4 separate regions of the Mus musculus genome follow, and regions 2, 3 and 4 are each linked to region 1. A link is a contact called in public HiChIP or PLAC-seq and promoter capture Hi-C data. All regions are on one chromosome and are shown on one strand. The core of a region is the stretch at or near the end of the contact, and the rest is flanking DNA. Distances in the headings are between cores, read along the strand shown.

The links. Promoter capture Hi-C pulls out the DNA fragments that hold promoters and counts their contacts. HiChIP or PLAC-seq counts read pairs in DNA pulled down with a chosen protein or histone mark. Capture Hi-C pulls out chosen DNA fragments and counts their contacts.
Region 2: a contact with region 1 is called in an H3K27ac HiChIP or PLAC-seq map of large pre-B cells, with 2.6 times the contacts expected there. The contact joins the enhancer-like site here to the promoter of Tctn3 in region 1. A contact is called at or near these places in 2 of 39 promoter capture datasets (the C10 cell line and liver) and 3 of 115 datasets of contacts at active chromatin or transcription factors (the 230-238 cell line and large pre-B cells).
Region 3: a contact with region 1 is called in a promoter capture Hi-C map of the HPC-7 cell line, with 2.7 times the contacts expected there. The contact joins the enhancer-like site here to the promoter of Tctn3 in region 1. A contact is called at or near these places in 4 of 39 promoter capture datasets (the C10 cell line, the HPC-7 cell line, hippocampal neurons and 1 more) and 1 of 484 Hi-C or Micro-C datasets (embryonic stem cells).
Region 4: a promoter capture Hi-C map of liver shows a contact between it and region 1. The contact joins the promoter of A930028N01Rik here to the promoter of Tctn3 in region 1. A contact is called at or near these places in 2 of 9 other capture datasets (adipose tissue and liver).

Annotation. Positions count from the first base shown.
Region 1 is chr19:40,610,307-40,614,625 of GRCm38.p6, reverse strand. It overlaps Tctn3 (tectonic family member 3), which reads left to right and starts at 2,395. Exons shown (of 14, transcript NM_026260.3): 1 at 2,395-2,701; 2 at 2,852-2,975; 3 at 3,214-3,332. The coding sequence starts at 2,482. It also overlaps a transcript of Entpd1 not described here.
Region 2 is chr19:40,961,048-40,965,366 of GRCm38.p6, reverse strand. It overlaps Blnk (B cell linker), which reads left to right. Exons shown (of 17, transcript NM_008528.5): 4 at 1,084-1,124; 5 at 2,866-3,022. Among named protein-coding and RNA genes, the nearest start is that of Blnk, 31 kb to the left of the region's middle. Within about 2 kb of position 2,241, at least 45 of the 459 cell types and tissues checked have an H3K27ac peak or open chromatin away from gene starts, as enhancers often do. A contact at or near this core is called in the 230-238 cell line, where this site is marked.
Region 3 is chr19:40,934,342-40,938,660 of GRCm38.p6, reverse strand. Blnk (B cell linker) reads left to right here. Exons shown (of 17, transcript NM_008528.5): 14 at 934-1,010; 15 at 2,305-2,388; 16 at 4,079-4,234. Among named protein-coding and RNA genes, the nearest start is that of Zfp518a, 42 kb to the right of the region's middle. Within about 2 kb of position 2,505, at least 36 of the 459 cell types and tissues checked have an H3K27ac peak or open chromatin away from gene starts, as enhancers often do. A contact at or near this core is called in the HPC-7 cell line and embryonic stem cells, where this site is marked.
Region 4 is chr19:40,294,773-40,299,091 of GRCm38.p6, reverse strand. A930028N01Rik (a long non-coding RNA gene) reads right to left here and starts at 2,210. Exons shown (of 2, transcript XR_386702.4): 1 at 997-2,210. It overlaps Sorbs1 (sorbin and SH3 domain containing 1), which reads left to right. Exons shown (of 29, transcript NM_178362.1): 28 at 2,448-2,560; 29 at 3,976-4,319. The coding sequence ends at 4,043.

The DNA.
Region 1 (4,319 bases), core at 1,146-3,645:
TGGAAATTCAAACTCTAAACTTTGAGATCTAAAAGATTTTATGATCAGATATAAAACAAAGCTTATAAAGATAAGCACAAGCTGAAATAAGGTGATCTCCCAAGAACTAAATTAAAGGAGTTCAACAAACCAGTCTTCAGTGTATATTTTTGAATGTTCACACATGAACAAAGCTAGCATGACTTAAACAAGGGTATATATCAAATAAAGACAGATAAAACTGCTTACCAGGAGGGGGTAGGGGAAACTAGGAAAGGGGAAAACATTTGAAATGTAAATAAAGAAAATATCTAATAAAAAAGAAAGAAAGAAAACTGCTTACCTTACACAAACTATATTCTAGTAAATACATATAATTTGAGTAATATAATTTGCTCTAGGGCAATCTCACCCCCTCTTCTGTCCCTCACAGGCACCCCCACACATGAGACACACATAATTAACCACCCAATCACATACAAATGTTTGAGAGTATTTAGAGCATAGAGATATATTTAAGCTAAAAATTAAAAGGCATTATAAAAATTAAGATCGTGGGCTGGAGAGATGGCTCAGCGGTTAAGAGCACTGACTGTTCTTCCAGGGGTCCTGAGTTCAATTTCCAGATCTGTAATGGGATCTGATGCCCTCTTCTGGTGTGTCTGAGGAGAGAGAGACAGTGTACTCACATATATAAAATAAACGAATCTTAAAAAAAAAAAAATTAAGATCCTCTTGGAAAATACGGGCAATTTCAAGTGCCCCAAATCTTATCTGCCCAAAAAATTCATTGGAAAAGAGAGCCATCAGCCCAGGAGATTCATTGGAAAGAGAGACATCCAAAATCAGTTTTAAGGAGTGGACTGGAGTGGATTAGGTAACTCCTGGTAGATGTTATTTTATTCCCCCAAATAATTAAAATAACCCAAATGTTGGAATTGTGAGCACAGGGAGATAGCTGGCTGGATTTTGATCATACACAATCCAACTGCACATTGCAATGGCTATTAGTTACCTGAGGTTATTTAACCTTGAGTCACAATTTTAAAATTAAATATTTAACAGCTCAGGCATTGCATGCCTATCATGTGTGCCATAGCCATGCCTGCCTGTGTCTCAGATTAGTGCAAATACAGAATGTTTGTGCTATTAGGCATGCAGAAGGGCCACGCCACTCCTGAGAAGAGCAAGCACATACTAGAGAGTGTTTCAGAACTTAATGATAAAACCGTAAAAGAGCAATCAGCTAGCTTGCTTCTTGGTTCCTTGGCTATTTCCATCTCTGTATCTTTACTTTCTCCTCAGAAAATGTTTCTAAATTGTAACTTTCTCTAAGTCCTCATACTCTTCTCCATCCTGTTTTCTTGTCCTGAACCTCTTCCCTTACTACCCTTTCCAGCAACAAATATACAGATCACATTTATTGATATAATGCACTAACTAACACTTTTTAAAAAATAAAATAAAATTTAACTTGATAGAGTGTTTGGCAGGAGTGCATGAAGGTGGCCTATATGACTAAAATTCCAGACCCAGGAGGTTCAGAAATTCAGCCATCTTTGACCACATCTTGAGTTTGAGGGTCAGCCTGGGCTACATGAAACTGTGACTAGGCGACAGGGAGCGGGGAATAAAGAAACTCGTGGAGTTGAAATAAGCATTGTTTTATTATGCTTTTTAAAAAATACCATAGTAATTAAAGTGGAGACATTTTTAAATTTTATTTTAGATTTTATGCAGAGGAGTGTTTTGCCTGCTTGAGTCTTTGCACCTGCGGGTGTCAGATGGCGCCCACTGAGGCCAGAAGATGGCACAGGCAATGGATCTCCTGGAACTGGAGCAGCGGATGGTTGTGAGACACCTTGTGGGTTCTGGGAAGCGAACCCCAGTTCTTTGAAAAAAACAAAAACAAAAACAAATATTCTTAGAAGCTGAGCCATCTCTCATGCCATCATTGGGACTTTGTTCATTTGTCTTTGTTTTAGGGATCAGAGTCTCACTCAGTAGCCAGTTTGGCCTAAACTTTGTGATCAGGTACTCAGTTTCCCGGCACACGTAAGGGATGTGACTTTCTATGTTTTTCTCCTTGAGTTCATGGTGTTTCCAGAGAAAGGGCCTCTTACCTTGGTAAGATCTCAGTTTGTGCCTCTTGGTCTTCCTCTCAGTGATGACTTCATCCAATTCTTCCAGGTCCGTAAAGCGCGCCAACCCTCTGCCAGCTGCCATCTAGCGGCGGGATCAGGCAAAGACGCCTTCGCCCCCGAGGCTCCCAGCGGTTGCCAGGTAACGGGAACCACGCGCCGCTAAGGAGGAGAGCAGCATGAAGGACGCTCAGGGTCGTAACAACACGGCCTTCCATTGGCTGAAGAGCACCCGGCTCCCGCCTGAGCCAATGCGCAGACGGAAGCTGATGACGAAGTACGCGACTCTTCTTCCCAGGGCTCCTGGGACGTATCTGGAGACCCAGGCTCCTGTCGCACCGCTCTGCGGCCAGGCTGCCTTATGTGCACCCTGCAGCTGCACCTGCTGCTGCTGGTGGTCCTGATGCTTTCTGAGACCGCCCGACCGCAGCCCTCCTCCACAGCCCGGGCTTTCCCCACCTCCTGGGGCCTGGAGCCAGTGACGCCCGAAGTGCCAACCTCAGCTCCTCCGGATTCGTCTGAGAGTCCGACTCCCTGGACTCTATCGATGCCCGTGAACGCGACCACCGACCCCTTTCCAGGTGATGCGGCGGGATACGGGATGGAAATACTGACTTCTCAGATCTAAAATTGTGTAGACAAAATTGCCCTGCCACGTAGCTGGCACTGGGGCTGTCCGCGCGGGAAAACTTTGGGGGAGCTTCATCTCGCTTTTCTTCTTGTACTTACAGCTTTACCGATCTGTGTCTGTGACTTGACTCCGGGTACCTGCGATTTAAACTGCTGCTGTGACAAGGACTGCGATCTTCTCCATCCCAGAACAGTCTTTTCCTTCTGTCTTCCTGGTAGTGTAAGGTGAGCTGCGGTGCTCCTCCGGTGGAGGAGTAAGAGTGAGTTTCCTACCCGCTGTCTCCCGGTCGGATGTCCCCTTGGGCTTTCCTGGGAATGCTGAGCCATCCAGTAAAACAAAACCTGAGTGTTGCACCTCTGCCCAGAGACCCCTCTTATTGGCATCAGACATTGGTGGGGTAAGGCCCCCTTCCCTAGATGTACTCCATGTCTCTCTCTTAAGTATCTTCACCTTTCCTCACAGATCTTCAAGTTGGGTATGTGTGGACAACTCTCTTATGTTCAGGAGCAACTCCCCGTTCCCTTCCAGAGTTTTCACGGACTCCAGTGGAACGACACAGTTTTGTGTCCGTGTGAACAACTGTGAGTAGAAACGAGTTTGACAGCTCTTATCATTGAATGTTTATTGAGATGTGACTTTGTCTTTGGGATTCCCAGCTCTCTTATTTCTTTTAGATTCCCTGTCGCTCACCCCTCTTACCACTACCCTCTTACTTTTAGTTAATAAGAACATTAGTAATTTCATGAGACTCTACCACCTTTAAACTACTGCTCAGCACCTTTAGCCTGGCAATCTGCATTGATTTCTTTCTTTGTGTCCTTCTTTCTCTTTCTTTGTCCGAAAACTTTTCTCTCATGATTTTATTCTGCCCTTTTGTTTTGGACGAATTCATGTCCTTTGTCCTCAAGCTGTGCCTTAAATTTTTCCTAACTTTTATCTGCTTTCCCCCTTGACTCAAGTGGCCCTCTTTTCTCCATTCATTGCGAACATCTTAGCTCTTCTAAGAATCTTCTGTCATCTGCCCAAGTGAGCCCATCCTCAGAAGTTAGTTCTAAGACACTCGTTGTCCTAAGTCATTCCTTAAGAATTTGTAGAGTTCCTTGTATGATTGTCAGTTTATGTGAATATTATGATTTCCTCCAGATAAGCTGTCAGTGCCTTAAAAGGACAAACTGTGGGGCTAGAGAGATGGCTCAGCACTTAAGAGCACTCTCTGTTCTTCCAGAGGACCCAGGTTCAATTCCCAGCACCCACATGGCAGCTCACAACTGGCTGTAACTCCAGCTCCAGGGGATCTGTCATGCTCACACAGACATATTTAAGCAAAACACCAATACACATAAAATAAAAATAAATATATCATTTTTTAGAAAAGAGCAAACTGTATATTTATTCACAGTGGATAAAATGTCTTGATAATAATCACTGGCGGTGAAGGGTGTGCTATTCCTAAGAGGGCCTCTATAGCACTGTGGAGGGGGAAAACTGCAGACCAGCAAGTTGGGGGTTGGGGATCTGCTCCTAGTTTTGCTACCTTACTCTGAGGTCCTTGCAACTACCCTTGCCTC
Region 2 (4,319 bases), core at 992-3,491, 350 kb before region 1:
CTCCAGGGACTTCAAAAGAAAATTACCTAAATAGACAGACAGACAGACAGACAGACAGACAGGCAGACCTATAAGCCAAATCCAAAACCTCTCCAAGTTGCTTTTGGTTATTGTATGCAAGGAGACACAGTAAAGAAACTGCCAACATGACTGTTCCAGGGTATGATTAGGGGAAAAGTCTTATTGTGCATAAGAGGAAGAAAATATACAGGGGCATCTGGAAGAGTCCAGAGTGGGGGAGGGAGCAGACTGCACATGGCCTGGGCTATCTGCAAGAGAAGGGGAAGAGCTAGAGAAGAGAGAATAGTACACAGACGGGTGGGGGTAGAGAGAGAATAGTGCACAAGGAGGGGTAGTAATAAAGAGAGCAGTGATCTGAGGTGAGAAGGAGGCCACGATATATGATACACACACACACACACACACACACACACACACACACACACACACACATATGAAACAAGTAATTGGGAACAAGGATTGTGGAAATCTGGGGGTTAGTCTGGGCCTGCAGCCACAGGTGCATGTCAGTAGAGAGCCATTGTCCCTTCTGCCAGAGGTAAGGAAAAAAGTTTCCATTTTAGCAAATGTGAACCAGTTTTACAAGTTCCTAAGAATTCCTGGCTCTTATCTAACCACCAGAAATCCCCCCTAGAGTCCAGATTGAGCTGGGCCTAGACTCAGTTTTGGACTGAGCCAGTGGGCCTACCCTTTGGGAGGGGGGTGGGGTGCCTTTTGGACCTGACAGTTATGGACTTTATCAAAGCAAAAAAAAAAAAAAAAAAATGGGCAAATGTCCAGAAATGTCCCTTGACAAAGGCAGGCCTAGGTAAAGGGCCCCACTGTTCTGCTCCTGCGGGACTTATCTTTTGTGCTTTAGGTTAAGCTTTCTGAGAAAGAGATGAAAAAAAATGACAATATGGCTGTAATTACTGTTCAAGGCCCACAGAAAAGCAGCCAGTTTTGGCGCCCGTGGGCAGTCAGCTCAGGGGGCTAAGGACAGACAGTACATGTGCCTGTGGGTCAGCCAGAGCTGGCCAGCTGGATTCATGCTTTTTGCTCTGTGTCCCTCTCCTGTTACAGACAGCCCTGCAGATGAAGAGGAGCAGTGGTCAGATGACTTCGTGAGTGTTTGCTCCTGGGATCAGGAGGGTACCAGCCTTTCGAGGAGACCTCTTCAATGGCTTCTTTCTGAACCACACTCTGAAGGCTAGCTGAGCAACACGGGGATGGGGGGTGGGTCTCAGAAGGGCTGAAGAGCCTCCTCTTGGTAGGTGGCAGTGACCTCGCTGAGAGCTCACTTGACCCAGTGCTCATCAAAAGTCAGGCTGAACGCTTTTACATATAACCTTTCTCTATTCTACCATGGCCCTGGGAGGTAGATAGATTACCCCATTCTTTGAGCTCACAGACTCACAAAACCAGAAGTAACACATGCATTTAAATACTCTGTACTAATAGGCATACTTCTGACCTAAGCTGCCCAGTGCTCTCTTACTCTCTGACACCAGGCAGGAGAGCCGCCAAAACAAAGAGTTAACGCCAGAGCTGGTACTCACATCTAATCTCAGTACTTGGGAGGCTGAGGCAGGAAGACTTGAGAGTTTAAGGCCAGTCTGGGTTACTTGGAGTGTTTGAGGCCAGGCTACTAAGCAAGCAAAACTCTATTTTCTAACAGAGTTCTGGCTAGAACCAGAAAGGAGCATTTCATTAACTTAGAGTTTCCAAACTCAAACCTGGGTCTCAGAACCAGGCTGTCAGCTACCAGGGTACCTGTTAGGACCAAAAGAACATCAGCTGTGCTTCCTAGGTCACGGAGTGAGAAAGAGGGACCTAGCCATAGTGACCCTGGCAGGTCACTATGATGGGAGCTGAGTCTAAAGTTTTCTTCAACATTGTTGTATCCATCCACAATGTACCTTCCACAATGTGCTCTGATCTGAGTTTCGATCTGTGAGGAACCCTAAACACACCCCCACCTCATTTATAAGGAAGCGGAGGTCAGGAGGACAGACTGACATTTCCACTGTCCCTCACGGGGACGACGCAGAATGAAGACTTCCAGGCCAGTGTCTAGAATCGAATCTGTGTTCACCACCTGGATGTGGTCTTTAGGACAGCAGTTCCTCCTCCTTCAACCGCAGAAAAAGAAAAGAAAAATAAGGGGAAGGGTGATCTCATTGCGGGTCACTGGGGCATGAAGTTCCCCCTAGAACCCAGTGTAGCGGAAACCAGAGTGTCGGGGGTGCGCCCCCTGCTGGCTTCAGCGCAAGATCACATCTGCGGCTGGGAGGGAGAAGACAGCTTGCTGGCTGAATTAAGAATTTGAAAGACAGCAAAGGATAGGTATATGGGAGGGTTTGAAGAGAGAAGGGGGAGGGGAAACGGTCTAATTATATTATAATCTCAAGAAATAAAAGAAGTAATCTTTACAGAGAAGGTATAGGTCGAGGAGTACAAAGTAAAAATTAACCCGGAGAATAGGGATCGACCTACCCTGAAGTTAAACAGCCAAGATTAACAAGGATTGGTTAAATTCCCCTAGCGGTTATTTTTACTTTGGTGGGTCTCCGCTGCAGATAGTATGAAACACAGGCTTGTTCCTAAAGCCTTTATGCCCGACAGAGGAACCCCGTTATAACATCCCAACAGAAAGGAGACAAGTGTCTGTCTCTGCACTGGAAAGTCCTGTGTGATCATGGCAGGAGCTGGGTGAAGCAGGCAGAAACAGACAGTCTCCATCAGTCTCCATCAACCTCCACTTCCTGTCCTCTGCCTCCGCTGGAACCCCTCCTGCCTCCTAAGGTGGGATCCGCTCACTAGACAGCACCTGCAGGGTACCAAGCACGATGCTTACATTTGCAGGACAGTGACTATGAAAATCCAGATGAACATTCGGACTCCGAGATGTATGTGATGCCTGCCGAGGAGACGGGCGACGATTCCTATGAACCGCCTCCCGCTGAGCAGCAGACACGGGTGGTCCATCCAGCCCTGCCCTTCACGAGGGGCGAGTATGTAGGTGAGGTCGCTGTGGACGCTGGGACCACAGGATGGGGGAGATGGGCAAACAGCTGCTGCCTGAGGGTCCCCTGTCTGTCTCCACTCTCCCTTCGGAGCAGCAGTACAGGAGCAGGCAGGTGCACAGTGGGGTGGGGGGGGGGGGACGGGGGGGCGGGGGAGGGAGCATTGAACAGATTATCTGAACTGATAAAAAAATGTACCCTAAGAATTGCTCTCCCCACCCCTGCCCTCATAGCCCCACAAGAAGTCAACCCAGACATTAGTCCTGTTTCTCCTAGGATTTCCTTCATCCAGGACTCTGGAGCTTCTGAGAAGCCCACATAGAATAATGGTGTCCTTCAAGGACCCAAGTGTCCACCACAAAAGCCCCCTCTTTGTTCTGGTCCAGACAGCTTTGCACACAGGCCACCTAAACTGTGGATGTCCACTAGGTAGTGTGTGTGTGTGTGTGGGGGGGGGTGGTCGGTGAGCCCTGGGCCTGCAATCAACCTCTTAGGTCAGCCGACACTGCACAATCTGGCTTTGAGGCATGCCTCTGGTGGTCCATCAAGAAGTCTAGCATGGTAGCACAGGTCTATAATCCTAGCTGGTGGGTGAGGATGAGGCGGTAGGATCCCAAGTCTGAAGGCTGGGCAATTTAACAAGACCACACCTCAAAATAAAAAGTTAAAACCCAGAACATAAACAAAGAGACAAAATCCAGGCTGTTGAGTGTTGCTCAGTGGTAGAGTTCTTACCTAGCTTGTATAAGGTCTCAGGAGGAACGGTAAAATCATTTCTGTTCTCATCATAGCAAGGGACCAGGAGATTCCCTGAAGGCAGGGATATTGAGTGTGTTCATAACCAGGGTAGTGTTTGCGTGTGTGCGGCAAGATTATCCTCACTGTTGTCAACAGCCTCTCTCCACAGGGTACCAGTTGATGCTAGTTCTTTGTTCCACAATTAGTCTGTTGAGCCCTTACTCTGGTCAGAACCATGCTCTCGGCTCTGAGCACTGAGCTAGGTAGCATACTCTTGCTATTTTCTATATATTGCAGGGCAGCACTTTATCGTTATAGCTTCTTATCCCTGTCAGCCTTATGGAACAGGGATGCATCTTCACTGTATAGGGCAAGAGGAGACTGCAGGCATGGAGCAAATGGTGCCAAGGTTATATAGGTGTAGAGCTCCTATGTGAGCTACGCCCTCAGTGTCCATAGTAGCATGCCTTAAGCCCTGCCCCATGCACTTCCCCACTGGAGGTGTTAAATGACTTTGTTCACCCATTGTAATGACCCTGAGAGGCAAGAGACTGT
Region 3 (4,319 bases), core at 1,256-3,755, 320 kb before region 1:
TGCTTTAATGCAAGGATTCTCAAACATTTTCCCTTTGAAACCACTTTCAATACTTTTAAAATTCCCTGGTGAGTCAAAAATACCTTTTGTTTAAACATTTCTTTTATTAATAATAAATACGTTACAAACTAAAGCTGTCAGTGAAAGGAAATGGAGGAGACATGTCAAAATCCTTTATATGTGTTCGTGAAAATTACCCTGCATAATAAAATAAAAATAATTAATTAATTTAATGACAAAAATATAACAAAGTTAGCAAATAGGTCATTTTCAAAGCTGTAAGTTAGAGCCATGGATATGTGGATTGACTACTTCCTTGTTTTATGCGTTGGATAAGTCTCACAATGGAGCACGAAGAGACTGCTTCTCATTATTAAAGCTTAAAAAATAAAACTATTAAATAACCCATTTGAAAATTACATTGGACTCATTAGACACTAACATAAATATTTTTATGAAAACTATTCCAAACTAAATATAACATGTGTGTGCTTGTGTGTGTGTCTATAGAGCGGCACTGGATTACATTTTACAAATTTTACTTACTCCTAAGACAGGGTCTCACTGTGTAGCCCAGGCTGGCCTTGAACTTGGGCTCCCCCTGCCTCAGTTTCCTAGTAACTAATATTACAGACTGCATTGCCAGGTCCACCTTGGCAGAATTTTTAAATTCTGGAGCCAACAGTCTATTGCTATGCTTGTTGCAATAGGTGAGGAAAACTTAGGCTTTTCAAAGATGAGATTTGCCAACAACAAAGACCTCTCAAACATCTGGAAGGATCTTGAGGATTTAAAGGGGTCCTGAAGCCCCGCTCTGAGCAGTCCTGAGGAGTTTTCAGCTCTGTGTGTGGCCCTGAGAGCTCCTGCAGTAGTGAGGCACTGTACCTGCACAGAAACGACTGAAGATTCATGGAGTTTTCAAATCTCTTCCAGGGTTCCCAGAAGCGGGGAGCCCAGCTGCAGATGGACCGTTCCACAGCTTCCCATTTAATTCGACGTTTGCAGACCAGGTAGGGCATGAGCTTGACATCGGTGGATTATTTCCAGTGGATTTCAGGAAAGGGCATGTCTTCTGAGAAGACAGCTTGGAGTATGGCTCAGGATGGAGTCTGGATTTTAACTGAGTTGGTCCGATGGATGCAGAATGTCCTGTGTTTTTTTGTTTTGTTGTGTTTGTTTGTTTGTTTGTTTGTTTGTTTCAGTGACTAAGAGAGACCTCGCCCCATTTATTCTTGTTTCTATTCCAGGCGCCCCAAATAACAGTGTTTCTTTAAAACAATGAGGGAATGTGTTGTTTTTGTTGTTAGTCCTCTCACATTTATTTAAACTTTATAATTTCCTCAGAATAGACCTGTGGAGGCTTAGGATGTTAAAGCCTCTATCAAACGGAACAGCATAAAGAGACAGAAAGGACACTGTGTGCCCTTGAAGGTGACACGTGAACAAGTTGCATTGAGGATTTGAATCCGATTTCCACCCCCCAAAAAATAGAATAGAAGAAAATGAAATAAAAAAAGGAGTGAGATGCTATCTGTGTACTTCTAATCCCAGCCGGGAGAGACAGAAACAGGAGATCCCCAGGGTGGGCTGGCAGCCAGCCTAGCTTAGTCCTTGAGCTCCATCCCAGTGAGTGATGCTCATTCAAACGCAAGGAGGACAGCGCCCGAGGAAGCAGCATCTAGTGATGATATGTGGCACACTTGCACATGTGCTTGTGTGCACGGGTGCACCCACTCCCATGCACATATAAACACACACACACTGACATGATGAAGCACTCTATGAAGCATCAAGAATAAATAAAAACACGGTTGGGAAGATGGCTCGGCAGTTAAGGGCACTGACTGCGCTTCTAGAGGACCCAGGTTCAATTCCCAGCACCTACATGGCAGCTTACAACTGTAACTCCAGGATCAAACAACCACACTGATACATACATGCAGGCAAAACACCAATACACATAAAATAAAAATAAATAAAAAATTTTAAAGAGAATATTAGCACAATAAAAAAAAGAGTAAATAATTCATTCAGGAGAAAAATGCTTCAGGAATCTAGTGAGGTCCATTTATGTTTTAAGACTAAATTTACAGCTTAAGGCCAAATGGGAATGAGCTAGCTAGCCACATAATCTCTGTGGTTGTTCAAAGGAAGCGCGAAACAAACTCATTTTGACATTACTGGTAAAGATGTTGATTATTGTTCCCGTCTTTGGTTTTGCAAAATGGGCCACTTAAGCACATAGGTTAAATTTTCATTTCCTTTGAGAACCATCTCCTGTTTCACAATGCTTCTGTCTCCCAGGAGGCTGAACTGCTCGGTAAGCCCTGGTATGCTGGCGCCTGTGACCGCAAGTCTGCTGAAGAGGCCTTGCACAGATCCAACAAGGTTGGGACACCTAAAAACTTAAGCCAACTAGTAGTTGCATGGGTTAGGGGCAGGGGCAAGTTCCGGGTACTTGGCCTTCAGAGCACCTGCTGCTTTGTTCTTTCATCTCCTTCCTGTTTGTCTTTCAATTCAAGGCTCCAGGGGGCCCACTACCCTCAAACAATAGAGAGAAGTAGGAGGCAGGGAGGTCTGGGGAGACCTGATGCAGCCGGAGCCCAGGCTCTGAGGAGCAAGGGAAGAGAGGACAGGCTATTTTGAACCAACTCACGGGACTTAGGATATAGATAAAGGCAGAAGATAGACCTAGAAACATTTTTTTGAGAGCTCAACACTGGGGACAGATGGGACAGTGGAAGATTAAAGTTTCCTTTTCACTTCCTCTGTTCTCCCATTTAAAAAACAAAACAAAAACAAGCAAACAAAAAACCCTCAAATCCCTGGGAAAATGTCACCAATCAGCTGCTGAGGGTTTTTTGCTCTGCCTAGACGGAAATCGTCGGTAGATCAGAAGGCCTTCTAAGGCTGCCTCCAACAAGTTAAAGTTTTCCTCGGTTTTTGCTTCTTTCTTGTCCAGCTCATTCTGGTTAGGGAAAAAGTAGATCTCCCTTGTATGGGGCCCAGTGCAGGAAAGGTGGCCCTAGAGAGAGACTGGGTTGGGGAGAGGGTGTGTTTTGGAGCAATAACAACCTGTTTGAATGGGCCAATCACATCCTTACTTTCTTATGACTCACAATCCTAGAGGCTTGTGTTTTGAACCAACCCCTGTCGACCTCCTTAGCTAGTCCCCCAGGGAAGGGCTATCGGGCTTGTGCTTAAATGGTCAGGGCTTCCCAGAGGTCGGTGAGGTTCCAGCTTTGCTGTCACTGTTACGGTGAGCCTTGGTTGACTCCGTCCGCCGCCTTTGGAGCCAGGACAGTCAGCCGCAAGGTTTTCAGAGTTGTTGTCCTCAGGCCTCTGTGACTCTTGGGTGGTCATCACAGTCTGGCCCACGACACTGCAGTCCATTTTTAAACGCTGTGGCTGTCTCCGTTGGCTTACTTTGGGTCACACATGAAATCTATTAGACCTTACTTAGTCTATGGAAACCTCGTAAATTTTATTCCTTTGTTTCTGAGGAATAAATAATAGGTCTTTTTTGTCTTTTCAAATTCCTTCCTAAGGCTGAACACCAGTTTTGCATTTCTTCTTCCTATCTTTTAGGTCATGTTTTGCTATAATTTTTTAAATGTATGATTCTAAGCTATTTTAATAAAATATTTAATACACGTTGAATTTTTTAAATAGTTTTTCTACCTTAAAATAAATCTATTGAGGGGAACGTTTTCTTAAGCTAAAAGCTTGAATTTCCAGCCTCTGCCTTCCTACTGTCTAGATTTTTACTTAAGGAACTTATAAACATGGGCTCTAACTCGAAAGACTCTCGTCAGTGATCTTACCGTGTCCTTTTATGTTTCTAAATCCCAGCAAGCACAATGCCTCAGTCGGCACATTACATGCTAGTACTGGCTTCACTCAAGTTTGTCTGAGTATCCGTTTTAATAAACAGTATTATTCATGGAAAATAATACAACAAATTCTAATCAAGAACAAAACCATGGAGCTAAATACTATCTGAAAGTGATAAAATACTCTTCACAAACTGAATCTAGCTTAAGGAACTATAACTAATACTATCATTCTGCCTAAACAGGATGGATCGTTTCTTATTCGGAAGAGCTCTGGCCATGATTCCAAGCAGCCGTACACCCTAGTTGCGTTCTTTAACAAGCGAGTGTATAATATTCCTGTACGGTTTATTGAAGCAACCAAACAGTATGCTTTGGGAAAGAAGAAAAATGGTGAAGAGGTTAGTAGCCGCTATTTCTCTGTTTCTTTATTTCCTTATTTTGAGACACGGGCATAATATGTAGCCTAGGTGGGCCTAACAACAC
Region 4 (4,319 bases), core at 961-3,460, 320 kb after region 1:
TTTTTGGATACGTCCTGTGGTTTATACACATAGGAGAAAACCCTGTTCCTAGAAGAAGTAAAGTGAGTTGAACCAAGCTCTGACAGAAAGGGCATCGATAGAGTGGGTAGTTTGGAGACCCTGAAGGTTTGTGTGGCCAGCACATGGTTCATGGAGGTGAGGTTAGAGATGAAAGTTAAGATGTCAGGGTGAGACCAGGTTCTAGACTGCAGCTGAGATAGGTTTGGATTTTATTCTGCAGGCACCAGGAAGCCACTGAAGGCTTTTAAACTGAGTTGTATGGTGATTGTGCCTGTTCTAAGGAGCAGATGGAGCGTGGGATTCAGAAAGGAGGGACAAAGATGATGTTGGTTAGGAAAAATGAAGTCAGTCATGGTACCCTTAGCTAGAACAGAGTGACTTTATGTAACCATGGAAATGCATAAGATTCCCAACAGAGAGTCGGGGTAAAGAGAAAGAGTCAGTGAAGGAGGATAAAATAGAGCAGCAAGACAGGCACAGGTCTAGGAATGCTCACTTTTATAGAACAGAGCTTGTTGCATCTGGCCAGCAGTGTTGCCTGCCTCTTAGAGACCAGGAGAGAGGGGTCCTTGCACACAGTAACAGGGACAGGACAACAAGGAGAGACAGACTCGGGTCTGGAGGGGAGGAAGATTAAGGTCTTGTAGAAAATAGGGGACAGAATACGAGACACTCTGTTGAGAGTAGGGTACTAGAACCAGCAGAAGAACTCAGCTGGGGACCTCCGAGCCACAGGGGACCTTTAGAACTAAGGCCAAAAGGGTACATATTTTCTCTGGTCTTTCTCCACGGTTTGCAGACAGACAAGCAGAGTTATTTTAAAGAACATTCTCTAGCAAAGCAGTTATAGTGGAAATTAAGGGGACGGGCAGTTTCAGAAGCTAGTGAGGACATACATGTATTACACATCCAGCGGTAGGAATCCAAGCTAGGTAAGAAATAAATACAGAAACAGGAGACAAGGTATTCACTTACCAACTTGAAAGCTATCTTCATCTCTCCCATTCCTCGTTACGAGACCTTCCCACTCACACCCAGATCCTTCCACCAAGATCTCAACACACTGGGACAAGTGGTGAAAACAGGATCCTGTGTGTGACAGTCAGTACAAGCCTGTTAGTGCTTTAAGCCAGCGCCATGTGCTGTCTAATCTCTCTTACTCCACATTGGAATTCACTGGCATTATTGGAAATGGCATTTGATTGGCACATTTACAAAATGCTGGTGCTACCGTGGTGTTTTAAAATGAATTGTGACATTGGTGGTGCACATTAGATGCCCCAGAAGCATTTGGTAAGAGGAGAATGAAAACAAAGCTCTCCCTTGCTGCTGAAGCTGATGCCAGTTTCACAATGAGCCTCACTGTTATCAGAGCACAGAGCAGCACAGACCAGATGTCCTAGGCCAAAGAGCAAGTCAACAAAACCTTATCTGCAGCTATCCTTGGGTGGAGCAGAAGCAGTGAGTTTTCGGGCTGTTCGGAAGAGGGCCCCCACACAGTGAGACAATGGGAATGTGCTATCTTAGTTTTAATTAGTATTGCTCTGAGGGGTTTTGATATTTTTATTAATTTGTTCTCTCATATTTTATCCAGACACCAGTTTTCCCTGCCTCCTCTTTTCCCAGTCCCTCTCCCCACCCCTGGGTCACAAAACAGGAAAAAGTGTCAGAAGTAGCTGCTGCTCCCTCTATTAGGAGTCCCACACAACACTGAGCTGCACAACTACAGAATATATGCAGAGGGCCTAGGTTAGACCTATGCAGACTCCCTGACTATTGTTTCGGTCTCAGTGAGCCCCTAAGGGTTTGCTTGTGGTGTCCTTGACCCGTCTGGGTCTTACTCTGTAAGCCAGGAGCTCAATGTGCAGCACAGAGTGGCCTTAGACTCAGTGACGTCTTCCTACCTCAGCTTCCTACATGCTAAGAACACAAACATGAGCCAATACATTTAACCGGGAATGTACAATTTTCTGCCTGTGCATAATCTATCCCGTTTGTACAATTGCTTTTTGTTCTCTAACATTGATTGCCAGAATTTAATAATCCTGGAACTAAATAACTGCTTATTATTCTTAATTATCTACCTATATTATCCTATTATAAAAAGGGGCGTGGTTAACTTTAAAGGTAGTAAAGTGGATAGAGGCTAGGGAGAGGCTGTAGACAATAAAGGTTTCCCATGGTAATGAGGAAAAAAAAAACAACTAAGTTTAACCATTACTTGATCATCAGAAGTCCCCCAACCCCTGTTGGCCTTAATTGATTTAATGCATTTCTTCAATGCTAGAGCACTAGTCAATAAAATGCTTTCAACATTAAGTGGGAAACATTACATCGATGCTGGGTTTACAGTGTTGGGATTTGTAGATGGGCATCAGATTCTGTCGGCAGCTGAGCCACTCACTGGTCCTTCCTCTGGTTTGTAGGTGTAGCTACCAAGCGTTATATAGTTATGTGCCACAGAACGATGATGAGTTGGAACTCCGAGATGGAGATATTGTTGATGTCATGGAAAAATGTGACGATGGATGGTTTGTTGGTAAGAATCCCATCATGCTTTTCTTCCTAGTAGTGTATTGGAAGAAGGACTAAGAATGATGAGACATGTAAAAAGCAATCTTCCAGCCCCTAGGAATGCTGGGCCACTCATCTCAAGGTCGTATGAATGTCACTGAGTAGAACCTAAAGCCAAGATATGCCAGAGTCTATGTCAGACCGCAGTGCCACATTTGTCACTGCTGTTAATTGGGTTCCGTTTATATTTCTATTGTGTATATGTCTTTAATATTTAAAGATTCCACCTTTAAAACTCTCAAGAAACAACACAAGGTCTGGACAGTGGTAGTTCATGCCTTTAATCCAGCACTTGGGAGGTAGAGGCAGGCGGCCGATTCTATAGAACGAGTTCCAGGACAGCCAGGGATATATATAGAAGTCCTGTCTCAAAAAAAAAAAAAAAACTACCAGGGTGGGGGGTGGACAGGAGTGGAGAACACGAACATGACTAGGTCTCCACCATAAAGTTCGAGCACATGTGTGGATGTTCCTCACATCATTGTAGTTATTCTAGGCTTCTAATAACTTGAAGAAAAGCAACCAGCTCAAATAATAAAACAAAGGAGGGTTCTGCAAGGCTCAGTGGTAGAACATTTGTTTAAAGCATGAGGCCTGGGTTTGTCTCTGAGTACCACAGACTTCACGCACACTTACCAACCTCTTAGAAAATGCTCTGTCCTCCCAGAAGCCAGGCCTCCCTGTGGAGTTCTTTACAAAAGAAAGTCTTATCAGGAAGCTAAAGGCCACAGAGCATACTGCAGCCCCATAGAAACAGTAGGTGTGCCAAGTGTAAAACTGAAAACTTTAGACAGGCCGCATTGAAAAAGTAAAGAAAAACCTATTAAATTAGTCCTGATGTCTTAATGAATCTTGAGCTGTACAGCAAGACTGTTTCAAGAGAAAAAAAAGAGAGAGGAGAGAAAGATAGACGAAGAGAAAGAAGGAGAGGTTGAGAATAAATTTGCAGTGAGATTCCTCTAGGAGTGCTTCTATCTCCAGCCGGTGGGAAGGGACACCAGTTCTCCAATGAAGGCGGTGTCCTGGCTGAAGGAAGGGTGTTGGGCTGAGTATCTTCCTTGCACACCTCAGTTATCTTCAGAAGGGACCTAATATGGATTTTGCAACCCAACATTTTTCATCAGCAAGGACAGAGTATTGGGATGAACAGTGGGGCTGGAGACAGAAGACCTGGGTTCAGATTCTGTTAACTCTGAGCCTGGGTCCTCCTCCTCACTGCCCATCATTTTATAGCCCAAATGATACAGCTTTGCAAATCACAGTGTGAGGTTGTTACCAAGGGGGGACTCTACAGCATCTCCAGCATCTTCTCTGAACTCAGTTGTATGTGCCCTCTCATTCTGTGTCTGTTTTTTTGTTTGCTTGTTGTGTTTCTTCCAGGCACTTCGAGAAGGACGAGGCAGTTTGGTACTTTTCCAGGCAACTATGTAAAACCTTTATATCTATAAGAAGACTAAAAAGCACAGAGATTATTTTTTATCGGAGGATGAAGCATCATTCATGAACTGGTCTCTTTATTTAAGTACTGAGTCAGTAAGAAAACTAATGCAGTTGGTAAAGAAAGAATTCAAAGAAGGAACAGAGAAGTGTGTTTGAAACCCATTGTGTATCAGGGATTAACTATCTGCTGAAGACATCTGTATTTACATGACTGCTTCTGGGAGCTGCTCTAGCCCCCGCTGCTTGGGGAATCTGATCTGGAGCATGTCCATGAGCAACATTAG